Linked DNA regions of Drosophila melanogaster: region 1 is linked to region 2. Evidence: chromatin contacts called from public Hi-C data. All regions are on one chromosome and are shown on one strand. The core of a region is the stretch at or near the end of the contact, and the rest is flanking DNA. Distances in the headings are between cores, read along the strand shown. Region 1 holds the start of CG15771. Region 2 holds the start of CG32772.

Evidence for each region. A called contact is a pair of places that touch in the nucleus more often than the background predicts.
Region 1: a contact with region 2 is called in a Hi-C map of the Kc167 cell line, with 3 times the contacts expected there. The contact joins the promoter of CG15771 here to the promoter of CG32772 in region 2. A contact is called at or near these places in 16 of 107 Hi-C or Micro-C datasets (the D17-c3 cell line, the Kc167 cell line, embryo and 6 more) and 1 of 6 datasets of contacts at active chromatin or transcription factors (the Kc167 cell line).

The regions. Positions count from the first base shown.
Region 1 is chrX:5,753,512-5,758,150 of dm6, reverse strand. It overlaps CG15771, which reads right to left and starts at 2,577. Exons shown (of 3, transcript NM_001297980.1): 1 at 1,947-2,577; 2 at 1-289. The coding sequence starts at 2,096. lin-52 (lin-52,) reads left to right here and starts at 3,193. Exons shown (of 4, transcript NM_001297979.1): 1 at 3,193-3,306; 2 at 3,362-3,535; 3 at 3,610-3,714; 4 at 3,795-4,639. The coding sequence starts at 3,267. The coding sequence ends at 3,949. It overlaps CG15772, which reads right to left. Exons shown (of 2, transcript NM_001297978.1): 2 at 4,110-4,639. The coding sequence ends at 4,503. It also overlaps asRNA:CR45528.
Region 2 is chrX:4,906,303-4,910,902 of dm6, reverse strand. CG32772 reads right to left here and starts at 1,801. Exons shown (of 7, transcript NM_001297941.1): 1 at 1,584-1,801; 2 at 1,106-1,451; 3 at 1-51. The coding sequence starts at 1,144. CG6927 reads right to left here and starts at 4,003. Exons shown (of 2, transcript NM_131966.2): 1 at 3,498-4,003; 2 at 2,082-3,443. The coding sequence starts at 3,924. The coding sequence ends at 2,296. CG42594 reads right to left here. Exons shown (of 8, transcript NM_001297940.1): 8 at 4,328-4,600.

The DNA of each region.
Region 1 (4,639 bases), core at 1,328-3,827, 850 kb before region 2:
TGATGAGGGCCAGGGCATAGCCTGCCTGGCGCATCCGCAGCAGCAGCTGGACATAGTCCGCCGGAACGGCTAGGTAGCGATACCGCAACTTCAGCCACTTGGGATAGATCTGTTCCGCCAGGTGCTTGTGGCGCGCTGGAAGGGATTCGCGCCACAGGTGAGTGCGCCACGAGTCCAGCGATGTTTGCGAGTTATCGGGACAGCGGCGGAAGGCCTTTAGAAAGTTTTGGGTGGCCTGTGTTGCGTCATCTTTGCTGAACTGGTATTGGGTCTCCAGAAAATCAGCGAGCTAAGAACGAAATTGGAAAAGGGTTGGCAATTCGCATTATTATTGCGTTACATAAATTCAAAAATATACAAAATTGCGTAGATGTGATAGTGCCGTAAAAACCTCAACCGCGATAAAACTATAAATACGCTATGACGAATTAAAGACGAGATAAGTTAAGAACTTTCACGCAATAAGAAGTGAACAACCTGAAAGTAGAGTTAATATTAATAAAAGCGATTAGAAGCCTCAATACGTGCATAATCTTTTGCGAAACGCGGTAGAACGTAAATCAAAACTATTACGTCCATAAAGTTCTCAATTAAGCGTCAGATTGACCAATCCAATCATTCGATCGAATCCGAAGCCAATTGATTAATTCCAAAATTGTTATAGCATCGCCGTACTATCAGGGGATTGAACATCAAACTGCAATTGCCGCCGGTACACTTGCAGCATGAGTAATATATGAGAATATACTATATTTTATGATCGCAATGATAGCTTGGAAATTTCCACTCGCTATCTATTTTCCGGCCCAACCATCCGCATCTATTGAATCGTACTCAAATCAGGAAGCTAAGCTCACAAAAGTCATTTTGAATGCTAGGAATTTAAGTTGAAATCATTGCGATTAGTCACAAAAACTGTCATGAGTTCCGAAATATAAATGGGCGTGGCTTCGCTCGCTAAGAATTGAAAGCAACTGAATAAAGAAACCGTCTTATTTGGGGTCTTCAAACATTGAGCGTATTGAAACATGAACGTGATAATGAAGTTAACTATCTAAATTGGCGCAGCTTAAAAGATAACGATATAATCTGGAATGCAAGAGTGAGTAAATGTACGTGACATTGAACACATTTTCAAGAATACCTATTTATACCTTTCTCTCTTGAAGGGAAAATTCTAAAAACTTTAACCTTTTAAGATCGCAAATAGACTCATTTATTGTAATAAATAAAGTCAATGGCCTCTGAACGTTCAAACAAGTACATATTGCGAAGTGCTACCTATTATCATCAATTAACCTTTAGCTTCTTTGTGTGCCATTCACTTTATAAGAAGGTTATATTTCAAAAGAAACCATTGACGCGGGTTTCCAAAGTTTGTTGGTATGACGTTTCGTTCAACTTTTGTTAAGTGCAAGTTCCTCGATTTCCGACCTTTTTGCAATCGTTTGCAATCGATAATGCGCACCACGATAAGATCCTGTAAAGTGCCTTTTAACATTTCGAAAACCGAAGATTCCGAATTTCCAACGTAATGCCGATTATTTAGTGGGTTTTAGCCTTCTAAAGTGCATGTACCCGTGGTTATATTTAAGTTAAGACCTTGTCGAGTGCACTCTGAGTTTTTCTTTTTTGTTTTTTTTTTTTTTGTGGCTGGGGGATGTGAAGGGAAGGGAAAGGAAATCAATCGGAACGCAAATAAACAATCGAAATTTCGGGCGCGTGCTATCTGCCGAGCGTCCGGGTTTTTTCGACTACGTAACAACGGGCGGGCTGCAGTGGAAAATTTTCTAGCTGGGTCGCCCGCCTGCTGCGCACTTTCACCTCCCCCGCCCCGCCCCCCCACAAACACTACATGGAAAAGAAACGGAAGAAACGCCAACGGATTGGTGATTGGCAGAGGGGGCAGTGAGGCTGTCTGCCTTGGCTTGGTTAACAAAGCTCACCTTTCTGATCGCCTTGGAATCGCCGGCTCTGGTGGGAATCAACGTGTTGTCCAGGTCAAAGTAAAAGGCCCTGATTTTCGCACATGTCGCATCGAAATGTGAATGTGTGGCTGTCAATTGCTTGCCGCAATGGAATTTGCTAGCTGCCATGAGAGTCGTCGAGCGGAGGGGGGGATGGAGGGTCAGCGAGGGGTCACTGTCAGGAGTGGAGGGGTGGTAGCCGGTTGCTTGGTTAGATGGATGGATGCAAACGTAGAGATCCAAGAACAACTTTGGTGCAATTCAATCCGCCAGCGGATTTGCGCTTTGAAATTGGCGCCAAACGAAACGAAACGAAATGTACGAGCTGCACGACTGCAGCAGCACTGCAGTATTTTTCTATTTTCCTCGAGCGGACTGGCAAAAGTTTCCGCTTCTCGCGCGGCGAAGTTAAAACGGCAACTGAATGACAGCGACAAAAAAAATAATGAAACGGAACGGGAGCGGTCGCAGTAATGTCGAGAGACGGGGTAGCGGGGCGGCGGAACAGGTGAGCGCGTGTGTATGAGTGCTTGTTGACTGAGTGAGAGCGGAGCAGCGAATGAAAAACCGAAAGAAAGTGCGAGGGCGCATGGGAAAACAGTGGTGGCCAAAAGTCTGCGTATGCGAACAGTGCTACCAGGCGGCGGCGCCAATTGATAAAAACTTGATAAGATATTGTTATTCCTTAAGATTTTATATTATTATTAAGATGTTCTTGAATAAGTTTATTTCAATAACTGGTTAGACATCCGTGTTGTGTTGTTCTGGACAACTACTGCGCAGCACATGTGCTTTTTACGGGCACATATTTTTTGGCGCCACTGTGCGAAGTGTGCCAAGTGCCGTTTGCGCGCCAGAGCGAACGAGAGCAGGCGACCTAGCGCAGAGTTGTCTCTATGCGCCGTTAAACGACCGTGAGTGGAAAAGAGAGCACGATAGAGGTCGCGGAGAGGTTCGCGTTTCTCTGCTACGACGCCTGCTCTCCACTCTGAATTTAGTATAAGTCGAGGCACGCTCATTTCCTAATTGTTGTGCCATTTATTTTTAACTTCTATTAATAAAACCAGGAAAAGCAATAACAACAGTTCTTTGTTTACCAAAAATATCAGTTGTTTTATACTTCCTGGTGCTTTCTAGCACTGGCTTGGCGGTAAATCGATAGTATTCGATAGTGATTGTTGAAAGTGGCAACGCTATAGTTTTTGTTTAACGAGGTGGCAAGTGATTAGCCCACGGATTTTTTGGCATCTTTCCGTGTTTATTTTCAATAGTTTTTGGAGTTTTTCAACATTATCCGCGATGAGCAACGCAGAGACAACTACGGATTTGCTTTCTACAGGTGAGTAAATATTTAAATCACATGAAAGGCGCCATAAAACGAGGTTTTCTTGCAGAAACCATTCTAAAAGCGGCGGACGAGGAAGTGGAGAAGGCTTCAGCGTCCAGCAGTAGTACGTTATTGGCCGAAAAGGATGTCCCGGAGGTCAAGGAGCGGCCCATAACGCCGGAAGACGAGCTCATCTCCATGGAAACTCTGCGACCCTCACCTGTCCAATGGCCAGAGCGTTGTAAGTGTAGAAAACGTGAGCACGAAGAAATTGGCGCCATTTTTAACGCATATCTTTATTTTCGATTGCTCCAGTTCCCGGAATGGACGAGTTCCTCTCCATGAGCGACACGCCGATGTACACGCGCAGCACCAACTACACCAGCAATCTGACCGATGATGATATGGTTAAGATTAATGGTAAGTAGCTGCAAAGTCAATGAGATTTAAGAATAGTATATTAAAGAATAGCATATCCATTACCTACTTTTCTATTCCAGAACTAGCCCAGCTCCCTCCCGAGGATCTGATCGATAAAATAAAGTCAATGCATGATGAAATTTACCAGCTGGGACTGCGTGAGGCAATGGAGATGACTCGTGGGAAACTGCTGGGCATCTTTGACCGGGATCGCGCTCCTAAGCGGCAGCCATGAGGCTGGATGATCCGATCCCTAAGAATGGGACTGTCGAGGATCTCGTTGAATTCGCATTAGGAACATAGGTGTAGTTTCATAGTGTACATAGTGCTATTTTTATAGTGAGTAATGCGTGTTGTGAATGATTTATCGCTATTTTACAAAGATAAATAGGCAGGCGTTTGAACAGTAACTAACGTTTATTTCCATTAAAGCATTTTGGGTCCTACACGTCGCTTGTATTACAGATACATTTGAGGAGTCGGAGGAGAGATGAAGTTGACGGATTGGAGGGAAAGGAATGCAGAAGGATCTGGAGTTTTTGGAGAAGGCACAGTAGATTTCGCTATGCAGGGACATTAACGCAACAAATAACTCTGTCTATGTGGGATTGGATGGATCGGTTGCGCTCTAGTGCGTCCTATTAATACTTAACTAAATGCTTTCGTTCGGATTTATGCAGTAGCCTTCCCCACGATCCATCCCAATTTGGGAAAGTGTGTTGGTGCTGATGGTGTGCTTACATGCTGTTTCCCGTGAATATATATCCAGTAACGTGCATCAATTCCCATTACTCCTGCCACTGCATTCCGAATCGCTGCTCAAAGGTGATCCGGTTAAAGACGCCCGCATCGGCCAGCTGCAAGGGATCGGTGTAGTACGCAAAACGCCGTATATCCAGCATGGCCAGGTCGAACATTTGCTTCC
Region 2 (4,600 bases), core at 552-3,051:
CTCCGAGCAGCGGACGCACGTGGGTATGCTATAGCCGGGCACCTGGAACAACTGTAGGGCGGGGGAATAGAATAGAACAGAACAGGACACGTGAATTAGAGAGTGCTTCCAATTGGAAAAAAAAAACCAATAATGCTCTTTATTTATTGTGGCAACTCAATCTTATTCCACACATACCCTCCCCCTTCCATGCCAACTAGCCCTTTCTCTTTTCCACCAACTAGAAATAAGAGCCAAGAAGATAAACACACGCACACACACAGGCACGCACACATGGAGAGCGAAAAAGAAAGAAAAGAAACTACAATAACAACAGCACCAGCAGCTCGTTGCTTTGTTGTTGTTGTTTTCATTTCATGTTATTTTTTTTCTTCGGTACAACGTTTTGTTATTCTTTCGCTTTTTGTTTTGCTTTGCCGCCGCTCTGCCAGCGGCGGCGGCAGAGGCGTCGCCTACAAAAAAGGGGTTATTTGGTAATTGTTTAAATAATGAACTAAAAACCAAGCAAAGTTAGATCTGTTTTGTTAGTTTTATAACCGCTTAACTTTAAATTTTTGGGCTTAGATGCCCAATATAGTAAACCCTCTGTCACTAAATTAACGCGCAGCCACTGCGTATTTGGCTGCCTTGGCGCAATTTCTGTCATTTTGTTTTAATATGTATTTCTTTTTGTGCGGTTCATGGGCGGCGGGAGGGGGCTGAAAGAGGGGGGCCTGTTCGGGGGAATAGGTTGAAAAGGAGTCAAAGTGAAAAGCGAGTGGCGAGCGTAAGCAAAATGTAAAAATAATATTTTTTCAAGTTGTCGGCTTGAACAACTTTTCGGGCTGAGTTGGCTAAAAATAAAAATTGTTCAGCAATAGTTTGGGGTCGCATGTGTATGTGTATTTCTTATTTCTGTGTGTGTGCGTTTGTATGTGTGTGGGGAAAGGGGGGCAATGCGCGCGCTTTTGAACCCCGCCCCCTGCGCCAACAACCCGCCCGCACAATAACAGTAGCGCGAATTCAATTGTTTAAACTCCACCAAAAGAAAAAAAATCAATAGAAATAACAAAGTGTATATACCTAAATCACATGTGTGTATATCTTTTTTTTTTTGTTAACATACCGTTGCCGTTTGGAAGCACAATCTACAGATGGTGTCCATTATAACAGTAAATAAGGAATAGGATGGGGAGCAGGAGAAGGAGGATGCACTTTGTTGCTGACTTTTGCCCCCTCTGCGGTCGTTGTTGTTGTTGTTGTCGTCCTTCTCCCTCGCAATTTACCGCTATCTTTACCGGTTAACATTCAGCGCCGTTTTTCTTTTTCGTTTATTATTATTTAGTTCGTTTTTTTTCTATCTTTTTCCTTTTCCTTCCTACTATAAGTTTGTGAACACGATCCAAACGATGTGTGGTTGTATTTGAAACTAACTTTTTGGAGTTTGGTTTGCGTTTGGATTTCGGTGATCGCTATATGGCATATTATGATGGCAAAAACAAAAAAAAAACTATATAAATGATATAGAAATTTGATTTATACGATATTTTCGTGGTACACACACACACGCGCGTTGTTTATGTTTGCCTTGCACTTGCACATACAAGCAAAAATGCGGCGCTGTTGTTGTTGCTGCTTCGAAGTTCTGCTTCTTTTTTTTGCTTAATTCCTTTGCCCTTTTTTTGGCGTAGTTACACGTGAAAAAAAAAACAAACCAGCGCGTTCGAATGCGTTTTTTTTTTGTATTTTACAATTCACGACGAAGTTTTTGTCCGTCGTCTTTTTTCCCTTTTTTTTGGGGCCCGATGTTATTGTTGCGCTGTATGCGTGAGCCGTGTGTGTGTATGTGTGGGGAAAAAACGAATACGATAAGAATACGCGGTATAGTTGTGCTGCTCTAACCCACAGGTTGGCTTGGCCGGTGCTCCTTGGCCTGGCCTATCGATATTTCTATCGATTTCCGTAATCGAAAACGAGGCGGGTAATGGAATCGTTGTTGAAAACAAGTTTTTTAATTTATTATTTATTTAATATTTAATTGCAAGTCCGAAAGATTTATTTTATCATAGGTTATTTTATTTAAATAATTGATGGTGTTTTTTAGGCAGCCATAGAATCATGAACTTTATTTTACAACAGAATAAATATAAAATCATTTTACAGAACAAAGTGAAACAAACATAATACAAAACTTTCACAATAATTAAACAAACTATGCTAAACGATGGGTACAAATAATAAACACTTTAAATTGGATACTTTTCACAATATTAAATCTACTGTGTAATCTAATAATAAAATGAAATGGACCTTTTTTTAAATACAGTAGACAAATGTCCAGAAAAACAGATTAAAGACGAGAAAGGAGAGCGGAAAAACGAATCTGGCTCGACTATCAATCCACATGGCTATTTCCTGGGGCGTTAGCGTGGTCCAGCCACTCAGATCGATCTCCTCCTGGTGCCCCGCGCTCTCCGTTCGGTTATTGTTGGTCAAAGTTTGGCTGCTGCTGGCAGCACTGATCGCTCCAGTGGACTGGGCAGAGCCCATGGATCCAAAGGCACTCTCCACAAAGTTAACATCCATCTTCTGGACGACGCGGCTGGTCCTCTGCTGATCCAGAACTTGGCCCTCCTTAATCGTGGTGATGGGCAAATTGACGGTTAGGTAATTGTTGAAACCGGCACCGCCCAGCGAGCCGGTATCCGCTGTCTTATGCAGAGCCGTGCCCGAAAAGGATCTGGATCTGGCGTGACTGCGTCGTCTGAGCAGATTCGGCGATAGAGTTGACTTCAGGATGTGTTTGCTGTTCAGTTTCTTGACGGGCACACTCTTCTTACGACGCCAAATCGTGTTAACAAAGGCGAACTCCACCATGCTGCCAAATATGAAGATGGTGCAGCCCAGGAACCACACCTCTGACACCTTGATGTAGCTAACCTTTGGCAGAGTCTTTCCCTGTGCCGAGGCCAGGGTAATGAATGTCAGCAGGGTGCTGGTGCCCAGCGTGATGCGCGGCGGCGCCTGATCTGCTTGCAGCCAGAACGATACCCAGGATATGGCCACAATCAGCATGGAGGGTAGAAAGTAGTCCATCAGGTAAAAGCCAACCACTCGCGTCAGGTGAACGGTGAAGCTGAGGGAGCTGTAGTTGCCGGCAAAGGCTCCATGACGCAGGTCACTCAAATCGGCATTGATTACCGTCTCGTTTGACCAGGAACGCTGCAGCACAAACTCGGTGAGATGCAGTGCCCCATCGTAGGTTATCGGACGCTTCTGCTCCCAGTGGAGGACCAGTTCCGACGTATTGTACATCCAACTCTCCAGCACCGTCGAGCAGTGCTGCTCATCGAATGGGAACTTCTTAAGGTTGAGCCAGCAATAGAGTGTCGCCTTGATGCGATTCGAAACGATCACTGTGCCATCGGGCGATATCGAGGTGAGGATGTCCTTCTCCGTGAGACCTACCAATTAGTTGCAATCAAGCACGAGTCTACTCCAGACTCTACCGTACTCACCCAAAATACTGGAGTCGCGCTCATTGGCTAGAAATATGTGGGGCATCCAGAGCGAGTTTCTCAGGTGCTCCTCGCCCAAAATCGGCTGCCTGCGCTTGGGACTTACGTTGCGAAAGTTGAGACGCGGATCGAGGTATCGCATTTGGAGGAGCGCATAGATCTTGAACTGTAGATCGTGTGCTTCCAGGTTCTGCATGAAGTAGATGTAGGCGCGCATATAGACGTCCACCGGTAGCCGCTGGCCAGTTTCCGAATAAGTTATGGGTCGTTCCAAACGATCGTAGCGGCAGCCATGGGTTAAGCGATCCAGCAGCTGTGTTTGCGACAAACTGTCCCCATCGTCCAAGGTGGGGCAATCCTCGTCGAGCGCGGAGGCGCTGGCGTAGAGGCAGTTGAGCAGAATCGATATGATGAGCGACCACTCCATTATATTAAACTAAGCTATAAACTTAAAAATAAAGCCACGCCAATAAAATCCTAACGGTTATTTCAATATGGCGGAACAGTGCTGTCACTGTTAGTACTGCTAACTTAGCAGACATGTTACACTACACTTCAAATATAGACGTACACTTTAGTCATTAAAAAAATGCATGCAATTTAAACCTACCAATAAAATATCAAATTAAATAATACATTGATAGATAATTTCTTAAGTATATTGATTATTGCACTTTTTCAAAATCATTGCAGTGTATCGTGCGCCCAACAGCACAATGTTAAGTTGGACAGCACCAAACGCTATGTTACGCCGAACAGCTGCTGGCGAACATTATGTTAGTGGGCGCGCCAAATTCGAAATTCGTTTCCAGTCAAACACGAAACTCCTTAACGTCTTTACTCATTTAAGTTTTTATTGATTTTATTTTACTGCTGCACTTGTCATAAATATACAATCGGGTATATTTCAACATTTACAAAGTTACGCAAGTTTGGTTTGTTCTTTTTTTCGTAGTTTTCTCTTGTAGTTTAAACATTTATTTAAATTTATGAATTCGAATTCATTGATAATATGTATGCATAGTTTAATTCTCCACTCATCCATTTTATGCTTATTACAATTACAAAAAAAAAAAACAATTACCTAGATGTAGTTTCATATA